2 separate regions of the Sus scrofa genome follow, and region 1 is linked to region 2. The links are chromatin contacts, called in public Hi-C maps. All regions are on one chromosome and are shown on one strand. Each heading gives the region's core, a stretch centred on a gene start, on an enhancer-like site or on the middle of the called end of the contact. The rest is flanking DNA. Distances are from core to core; before and after follow the strand shown. Region 1 has its middle 22 kb from the start of AHCTF1. Region 2 has its middle 19 kb from the start of COQ8A.

What was found. A called contact is a pair of places that touch in the nucleus more often than the background predicts.
Region 1: a Hi-C map of skeletal muscle shows a contact between it and region 2, with 4 times the contacts expected there. The contact joins two enhancer-like sites. A contact is called at or near these places in 21 of 47 Hi-C or Micro-C datasets (adipose tissue, alveolar macrophages, embryonic fibroblasts and 13 more) and 2 of 2 datasets of contacts at active chromatin or transcription factors (alveolar macrophages and skeletal muscle).

What each region holds. Positions count from the first base shown.
Region 1 is chr10:15,017,091-15,022,486 of Sscrofa11.1, reverse strand. No RefSeq gene overlaps it. Among named protein-coding and RNA genes, the nearest start is that of AHCTF1, 22 kb to the left of the region's middle. Within about 2 kb of position 2,561, at least 26 of the 83 cell types and tissues checked have an H3K27ac peak or open chromatin away from gene starts, as enhancers often do. A contact at or near this core is called in skeletal muscle, where this site is marked.
Region 2 is chr10:14,575,523-14,580,182 of Sscrofa11.1, reverse strand. No RefSeq gene overlaps it. Among named protein-coding and RNA genes, the nearest start is that of COQ8A, 19 kb to the left of the region's middle. Within about 2 kb of position 1,647, at least 2 of the 83 cell types and tissues checked have an H3K27ac peak or open chromatin away from gene starts, as enhancers often do. A contact at or near this core is called in skeletal muscle, where this site is marked.

The DNA of each region.
Region 1 (5,396 bases), core at 1,312-3,811, 440 kb before region 2:
TGGCCTCGAACAGTGGGTTAAGGGTCCAGCATTGCCATGAGCCGTGGTATACTTTGCAGATGAGGCTCGGATCCTGCATCACTGTGGCTGTGGCATAGGCTGGCAACTACAGCTCTGATTCGACCCCTAGCCTGGGAACTTTCATATGCCGCAGGTGCAGCCTTTAAAAAAGAAAAAGCAAAAGAATAATAACAATTATTATAATTAGATTAATTATTATTATAATCAGCTAGCTGAAGAAAGCTCACCAATGCCAAGCACCTCGGACAAGACCAAGCTTTGGGAAATGCAAAGCTCAGGAGGTCGGACAGCCTGGCGCTCTCCTTGAGCCCATGCAGCATCTCCCGGCTCTGTCTCTCTCTGCCTGAAATGCCGTCCTTCTGACGCACACAACTTAGTTTTCTTCCCACGCATCCTCCTTTGAGACTCAGCTTAGCCTTCACTCCAAAAAGCCTTCCCAGGCCCTCCCTGCCCGCCCCAGGCTGGGGTACCAGCCCTTCCGCTGTGCACCCTTCACAGGGACCCCATGCCTGTGACACCGTGTTCCCCATATTGTCTGTCTGTTATTTGCTGGCTTCCCCCCATTGAGCTGTGAACAACCAGAGGGCTTCCTGTTTGTGCCACCCCTGTTCCCAGCATATTGAAGGTGTTCGCTAAGTGTTTACAGAACTGGTGAATGAATGGCAAAGACAGATGAGGTTGAAACTGCCTGGTGAATAACAGGACAGGAAATCCATTCTGAGAAGGCCGTATTTATTCTGTTTGCCACACACCAGATGTGAGGGGTCTATGAAAAGATCTGGACCGTAATCTTCAAGAGCATAAGCACGGGAGGTCGTTTATCACATCTTCCGTGTTGGAAAGAGGAACGGTAGTTACACTTGGCCTCTGTGCTCTCCAAATGATGTGTTCATACTTGAGGCTGGCACATCGTGAACAATAAATCTTTGTTGAATAGAAGAATGAGTCTTTATTATAGAACGTATAACACGACTTCCTAGTTTTTATTTATGTATGATGTTCTCCTCTAATTGTGAGCTCCTGGAAGCCTGGGACTGTGTCTTGCTCCTGTTTGTTAACAGAATCAAGCACAGAGCTTTGCACATAGTAGGGGTCAAAAATGTCTATTGGCTGGGGAGGTCCCATTGTGGCTCAGTGGGTTATAAACCCGACCAGCATCCTTGAGGGTTAGGGATCAGTGGGTTGGAGTTCCTGTTGTGGCACAGTGGAAACGAATCTGACTAGTATCCATGAGGATGAGGGTTCGATCCCTGGCTTTGCTCAGTGGGTTAAGGATCCAGCATTACCCTGAGCTGTGGTATAGGTCAAAGACATGGCTCGGATCCCACGTGGCTATGGCTGTGGTGTAGGCTGGCAGCTGCACTCTGATTCGACCCCTAGCCTGAGAACCTCCATATGCCACAGGTGCAGCCCTAAAAAGCAAAAAAAAAAAAAAAAAAAAAAAGTTTATTAGCTGAAATAATGAATTTCTGAGATGAGAGTGAGGCGCGCATGCACACACGTATTCTACATTTTCTTTTTTTTTCCTCCCCAGTATTATTTTTTCCATAGGAAACCAGGTGAAAAATCCATTTATTATTATTGGTTTTTAATGAGCCTGAGTGCTTCTGCAGGCTTCCTTGGCAGTTTGCTCTGGCAGCAGCTAACATGCTTCCTTTGCATCAGTAGAGGTTCGGAGGGGTCACAACTGGACTGTGACTGTGATGGCACCTAGCGCTTCTGGAGGGGGTGGGGTGGGGACTGGGGCGTCCTGTGATAGAGACCTACGTGTGTAGGGGGACATGCTGTCACGAGGCAGCTGTGCACCTAGGTGTGGGTACAGGAAGTTTTACTGAGGCTGCCCAGTGGAGTTGCATGCTTAGCATTATTAAACTTTCCAATAACTATTCGATTTAGCAATAGATACGCAAAAGATCAGTACCCAGTGGGTATCTAATCTAGGTTTCCTTCTACTGGCTCTCTAGTAACTAGAGCAAGAAGAACTCCCCTAACATCCTCTGTCTTTGGCCTGCCTGCAGGGGAAATGGGTTTGTCTAAGCAAACCCATTTTTTTTTTTTTTTGGTCTTTTTAGGGCTGCACCCATGGCATATGGAAGTTTCCAGGCTAGGGGTCAAATCAGAGTTGCAGCTGCCAGCCTATGCCACAGCCACAGCAACACCAATCTGAGCCATGTCTGTGACCTGTGCCACAGCCACAGCAATGCCAGATCCTTAACCCACTGAGCGAGGCCAGGAATCGAATTGCATCCTCGTGGATACTAGTTGGGCTCATTACCACTGAGCCATAATGGGAACTCCAAGTATTTTAAGAAATACATATATTTTCCCTTTACTGATGGAATGAGGATGTCACAAAAAGAGAAGCAGGTCCTCAGTGCCACGGGTAGTTTCATTTTGGAGGTTCTTATCGTCGCTATTGGGGCTGTGAAACTGGCTGGATCAGAGCAAAGATGACAGCCCCTCCCCCGCCTGCTCTTGGATCAGCTCCGCACAGCATGTCTTTGTCCTTTTGGGAGACCAGCTCTTCAGCCTAGAGACATCCATACTGTCCCCACCCTGGGAACAAGCACAGAGGCTCATGAACGTTACTTCAGCCCATATACTTACTGCCTCTGGGCTTTGATGGGTGACCCTCCCCCCCAAGCAGTAGTTCAAGGTCAGCCAGGGAGGGGAGTGCCCTTGGAGTGCCCTTGGTAATGGGCCTCTCCTCTGTGGCTTCCAGGTTTGGCTCCAGCTCCATCAACAGAGATGGGAAAGCCTTAAACTTTAATGATCTGTAGCCTGATTTCTCTTGGACTAGCCCGATATCCTTCCCTGCTCTCTTCAGGAGGTGCTTGTCCAAAAGCATGTTCTGTTTATTCCCAGAGAAAAGAGCTGGCTTCCTTTTCAGCTCTTTTTCTGCTCATCGTTATTTGTAAATTCCGACTCTCCAGTCTCCAGCTAGGCAAATTTACAAGTTATTTTTAGCAGCTATGTGGAAACCTCACTGTCAAAAAGTGTCCTGATAAAAGAACAAGGACAGTCTTCATTAAAAAAGATTTCAGAAATGCGTCGCCTGTTTCCTCCTGTTCTCTCACCTCTGCTTTAAAACAGAGCCTTTTCATTTGACACGATGGTAACAGTTCTTAATTCTAGGTGGTGGGAGTGCGGGTTTTAGTTATAGTGCTATGTAGGCTTTTCTGTAACGTTTCTATATACCAGGGGAATGGAACCCCCTAAAGCTAAATTGCTTTCTGCCTTCCCGCCTGAGCTTCTGTTCTCCGCTCAGCTGCTATCAGCTCCCCAGCTGCTCTAACCAGGCCACACCGTTTCCTTTGAGCTCGAGATCTCTGTGTTCCAGGCCAGTGCTTCCCCCACCTAACAACCGTCGCTTGCCAACCATTCTTGCTGGACCTGGAAGTGAACCACTGATCCCAAAGATTAAAAAACAAAATAAGGAGATAGAGTGTCCCCAGGGACCTCTCTGCTGAACCTGACCAGGGCTTACTAGCCTTGCTCCTGTGCTTTCCCAGGGAGAGGAGGTGGCCAGACTCACTAAAGCCGCTGGGGGTGGAGGAGTCTGGACCCAGATGACACAGTGCTTGACACGAGAGGCAGCTGAGGTGCTGAATGAAACACGTTTCCAGAGCCACAGGTTTCAGCTGACGTGGCTGCACCCTCGTCTGCTGTCCATAATCCAACAAATTGCATCCTGGGGTTCCTGCAGCATCTTCATTTACAAGAGTGGTTCTCGAGCATATTAGGTGTTGTATCAGAATCAACAAGCTCAAAAAGAGCACACAGATTAGACTTTCTTTCTTTCTTCCTTCCTTCCTTCCTTCCTTTCTTTCTAGGGCCTCACCTGCGGCATATGGAAGTTCCCAAGCTAGGGATCAAATCAGAGCTACAGCTGCCAGCCTACACCACAGCCACAACAATGTGGGATCTGAGTCACGTCTGCAACCTACAACAGAGCTCACGGCAACGCCAAATCCTTAACCCACTCAGTGAGAGCAGGGATCGAACCCACCACCTTGTGGATACTAGTCCGATTTGTTTCCGCTGCGCCACAATGGGAACTCCATATTCCTGGAGTTTCTGATTCAGTAAGATTGGGGTGGAGCCCAAGAATTTGCATGTCTCACACTTTCCCCGGGTAAAGCTGCTGGTTGGGGACAACACTTAGATTTAGAAGATACAGTGGCGGCGGGTGGTTTTCATCTTATCTCTGTGCTGGGGTGAAATCAAAGTCAGGAGAGGAAGAGCTGAGGTCATTTGGCTCAGCTCTGGGCCTCCCCGTCTGCTTATAACTCAGCAGCGCCATTGCCTCTATTCTGTACACCAACCGCCTGGCACGGGTGCTGTTTGGGAAGGCACACGTCATGTAGATCTCAACCCACAAGGGGTTTTCTTTTCTTTTCTTTTTCTTTTGTAGGGCTGCACCTGCAGCATGTGGAAGTTCCCAGGCTAGGGGTCCAACTGGAGCTACAACTGCCAGCCTATACCACAGCCACAGCAATGTGGGATCTGAGCCACATCTGCAACCTATACCACAGCTCACGGCAACACCAGATCCTTAACCCACTGAGCGAGGCCAGGGATTGAACCCGCATCCTCATGGATACTAGTTCTTTACCACTGAGCCATGATGGGAACTCCCCAGAAGATATTTTCTCTGGTCTTACTGACGCTGCCCTCTTGCAGTTTGCCTTTCTAGTTGGTTGGCAGTTTAAGGAACGTTTCTCAAAACTTCGTAGCATAACGGGTGTTTGAAGCCATGTTTCAGGGTGTCCTGATTCTACCTGCCCATTCTGCTTGCTGTTCCCATGGCATCTCATTGCCCACGAGTTGGCTGAGTGTCTGGTTGCCGTCTGTCTGGGCCAGCCTCCCTGCCCACACGGAGGACTGAGCTCTGGAGTTTCTGCAGCCAAGCTCGATGCACTGTGGCCCAGCTGGCTACAGCCCAGGAGTTCATAGTTTCTGTCTGTCTGTCCTTTTCTTATTTTTTGGCTGTACCTGCAGCATGTGGAAGTTCCCGGGCCAGGGATCACACCTGCACCACAGCAGTGACAACATCAGAGATCCTTAACCCGCTGCAACACCAGGGAACTCCAGAGCTCTGTCTGTCTTCTGATGCAATTTAGAGCTGATTGGTGGCACTAATAGAATGGCTCGGGAAGTGGAAAAATCCCTGACATGTCTGTCCTGTGCGTTTGGAGAGAGGGGAGAGCAAGGGGGTTGGGGAGGGGCAGTCTTTGTTTGCATTGTTCAGTGAATTTCCCCAATCTCCACTTCCAACGTTTAGCACTGGAGGAAAATTCCCAAGTAGATGTTAAGAATCTCAAATCTCCACTGGTACGAACAGAGAGCAAAGGGTTAATGATACGTTATTGTTT
Region 2 (4,660 bases), core at 398-2,897:
GATGCATCTTGGATCCCAAGTTGCTGTGGCTGTGGTGTAGGCCGACAGCTGCAGCTCTGATTCGACCCCTAGCCTGGGTACTTCCATATGTGGCAAGTGTGGCCTTAAAAGACAAAAAAAAAAAAAAAAAAAAAAAAAAACCTATAAATAAATAAATGAATAAATAAAAATCATATATTGTTTGTGACCCTGTAGTAGTATTTGAGATCATAAAATCAGCTTTTACCTGAATGTGAAGTTTTTATTTTCAACATTTTTCTTAGAAGGCGAAATGGGGCTTAAATACTTGGAAGGCAATATCGACTTTTTCTTGACTAGTCCCAGGCCTTGACCTTATTTACAACATTAAGATTTTCCAACCTGATGTTCCCTTGCTTTCTGGGCAAGCGTCCCTGAGTATCCTCTCCGGGGCCAAGCTCCTTGAGAGCTGGGACCACATCTTGTGCCTCTTTCATAACCCATGTCTTCCTCATGCTGAGAGGGATTCCAGAGCTTCCCAAAAGCTGGTGGATGGCCCATGGAAATTTCCACAGCAGCTGCTTGGTCCCAGCCCCTCCACCTGAGCCCTGGCCTGCAAGCCCTCCCAGCCCAAGGACACTGAGCCTGGCTCCAGGTCAGGCCTGAGGTCTATTTATGACTCTTTATCTCAGGAGGAGTGCCTGGGCCCCTTGCACTCAAGAAACCTCCTCCTCTTCTCACCAGTCAACACGCGTCCCTGTCTAGAGGACAGGAAAGCAGTGCGGCAAGAAACATACTCTCTGATGGATGGCCCCAGTGTCTCCCCACCTATGGCTTATTCTTCTCATTTGGGGGCCCAGATCCTTCCATGGGAACAAAGACAACCTCTGACAGTCAAATAAAATATCTTGGAAGTTCCTGTTGTGGCTCAGCAGTAATGACCCAGACTAGTACCCATGAGGATGCAGGTTCGATCCCTGGCCTCGCTCAGTGGGTGGGGGATCTGGCATTGCTGTGGCTGTGGCTGTGGCTCTGGTCAGCAGCTGTAGCTCTGATTTGACCCCTAGCCTGAGAACTTCCATATGCCTCAGGTGAGGCCCTAAAAAGCAAAAAGCAAAAAACAAACAAATTTTATGAACACTGATGAGCTTATTAATGAGTTTGTTTCTCACATGCTTCCCCTCACCAAGGAAAATTTGTCTCCCAAGCAGGAGGAACATCTTCCCCACTCCCACCAGGGAGCTCAGCTCATGGGCGGAACAAGTTATTGATTAACTCCCAGATCCCTGTGGGAGCCGCTCAGGGAAGAGCTGAGCCCACAAGGGACCAGGAGCACACGGTGCCTGAGGAATGATGCTGCTTCCAGCCCCATGGCCTTGCTCTCCCCTCCCGGGCACGGAGGCAGGGACCAGGAGCCAGAGAACCTGAGATCAGAGCCGCTCTACCGTGACACCAGGTCCCTGAGGTACCTCACATAACCTCTCTGGGCCTCAGGGTTCTAAGGTGCCAAATACCTGACCTACCTACTTAATTCTTAATTTAATTTTATATTATCACCATTATTTTTTTAGCAGTGGCCACGTTTGGTGTGTGACTCAGATGTCAGGTGAAACCTCCCTAGAGAGTATTGGTTCCAGGGTCCATGCCACAGCCTGGGGGAGCCTAAAGCCCTCCTGCTAAGGCTTGGCCACATCCCGGGAAGTGGGAGGAGGCTCATGTGCACAGTCACCTCTGGCCCCGAGGCCCTGCCACTGCCGAGTGCCAGCAGTTTGTGGACTGTCTGCCACCTGCGTGCTGTCCCGTCCCAGGCTGTGCAAACCCCTTTAACAAGGGGACTGGACAGGATCTACATAACTCCAGATTAAATGTTAGACACCTCTGTCCTCGGAAGTTCTTTAGCTGTCCCATCCTATGGGGACTCTGTCAGCTGGCCATCTCCCTCACGGTCCCACTTAGTGGCTTTTTCGTCTCCTCGCCTTCTTGTCTCTCCTCCTAGCCTTTCCCTTTCCGACTGCCTCCGGAACTCCAAATTCTCCTCACTGTATTCGGGAGAGTCGTTTATTTCTCTCCCATTCCTTCTGCCAAACTCAAGCATTCAGACCTTGTTGAGGTGGGAGATCAGCCCTTCCAGGCGGCAAGATCCACCTTTTGGTGTACCAGGCTGTTGTGGCTGTAAAGTTGTCCCCCCCCCTTCAGTCTCCTTAAATTGTGATGCGGTTTCCGCTAAATTCTTTCTATTTTTATTTTTATTTTTATTTTGTTTTTTAGGGCTGTGCCTGCAGCATATGGAGGTTCCCAGGCTAGGGAACAAATCGGAACTTCAGCTGCTGGCCTACACCACAGCCAGAGCAACGTGGCATCCCAGCTGCGTCTGAGACCTATACTGCAGCTCATGGCAACGCCAGATCCGTAACCCACCGAGCACGTCCAGGGATCAAACCTGCAACCTCATGGTTCCTAGTCATATTCGTCTCCGCTGCACCACGATGGGAACTCCAGGTTTCTGCTAAATTCTTGCTGAAACAACAATTCCATTCCTTAGAATGCAGAGAAAACGAAGAGGAGCAGCATTTTGGATCTAATTCTGCACAAACAGGCCAGTCTGCCCAGAACTTGAAAATCAGAGACAGCTCAGCGCCACTCAGGAGTCTGGATAGCTGGGAAGGGCTTGCTGGACCGTCCAGTGTGCAACAAGACTCAGGAAGGAGACTCTCAAGGTATTTGGAGAAAAGGTAGGTGTGACTGATCTTGTGATACAAGAATCAAAGAGCTCAAGCAGGACCAAGTGAGTTTCTAAATTGCTAATGATCCCATAGAGGGAAAAGACAAAAGCAGTTCCACGGTCAAGGACACCTGCAGGTAGGTGAATGGGGCAGCAGGGTATTCCTTCCCGCACATCCTCGTCACGTGACTTCCAAGCTCCTAGGAGTCTCCTCCATTCCCCTTTCGAGGCTGACCCGCCAGGCACACAGATCTCTGCTCGCGCTCCCTCATTGGCTGGAACCCAAACACACGGCCACGCCCACCTGTGGGGGAACCTGGGGAGTGAAGTCTAGGGGCGCGCTCAGAAGGAAGGAAAACTGTCCTGCAGCTGAATGTCTCTGCCACACACTCCGTCAGCGTTCCTTATTAAGAATGGAAAATTGAGGAACAATCTCGACATGAGACACTGAAGCTCGAGTACCCAAGGAGGTTGTAAGACCTCAGCACCCTGATGCCCCAAAAGAGCTCAGATGTTCTGACCTGGATGAATTATCCCCCAGGGTACTGAGGGGGCTCGCAGACAAGCTCACATCATCTTTGGGAGACTGTGACAAACCCAAGTGTCGCTGGAAGCCAAAGACGCAGGCGCTGTCATCCTGATTTTCATCAAGACTAAAACCTAGGAATCTCAAAAGTATCCAGCGGTGAACTTGACATTAATATGGGATGAGTGGGAGTTCCCTTTGTGACTCAGGGGTTAAGGAATCCAACTAGGAACCATGAGGTTGCAGGTTCGATCCCTGGCCTCGCTCAGTGGGTTAAGGATCTGACATTGCCCTGAGCTGTGGCAGATGCGGTTGGATCTGGCGTTGCTGTGGCTGTGGTGTAGGCCAGCAGCTGCAGCTCCAATTCAACCCCTAGCCTGGGAACCTCCATGTGCTGCAGGTGCGGTCCTAGAAAAAGACAAAAAAAAAAAAAAAGATATATATATATATTTATATTTATATATATGGGATGGGATGAGTGGCTACAGATTATCAAATGGCTGGTTTCAAACATTTAGAAGTAAAGTGTTGACCCAGTAAGAGCCAACATGTGGTCCAGGCTAACTTCATTTTCTTTAACAAAGAATTGTTGTTAACAATATTCTTATCCTTAAGCTTAATAACACTTCCTCAGGAAGTTAGTGCTACGGAATCAAGTAAATTATGAGCAAAGTTATTTTGTACAAAAAAATGTTGTCACCACTTTATTTATAGTAGCAAAAAATTAGATACAACCTAAAAGTACTGCAGTAGGGGAATGGTTATATAAATTACTCATCATTAATACCATGAACTATTATGTAGGCTTCAAAACTGTTTTCGGAGAATGTTTAATGTAACGAGAAAACACATATGAAATGCTGTCAATGAAAAAGTCAGTACGCAGGTATCAGAGAATGTATGCCCTTAGTGATGTGTAAAACATCAGCACAGAGTTCCCGTTGTGGCTCATTGGGTTAGGTACTCAATACTGTCTCTGTGAGGATGCAGGTTCAATCCCTGGCCTCGCTCAGTGGGTTAAAGATCTGGTGTTGTCCAAGCTCCAGCGTAGGCTCAGATCCGGTGTTGCTGTGGCTGTGGTGTAGGTCGGCAGTTGTGGCTCCGCTTTGCCCCCTAGCCTGGGAGCTTCTGTATGCCTCAGGTGCAGCCCTAAAAAGGAAAAAAAAAAAAAAAAAATCACAGAAAAAATATGAAAAAAATATGCTGAAATGTTAACAGCAGTCCTCTCAGATGGCAGAGTTATTGGTCACTGTTCATTTCCTCTACATACTTGCCTGCATTTTGCCACAGTGGGCATGTATTACTTCCACTAATAGGGGAAAAAACTTATTTTCTGGAAAAAAAAATCACCCAGCTGGTAGGAGCAGGGCAACCATGCGTATAAATAGGACAGGGCATTTGACAAAATCCTTCAACAGCATTCACTGCACTGATAGATGAAATTGTGACAAAAT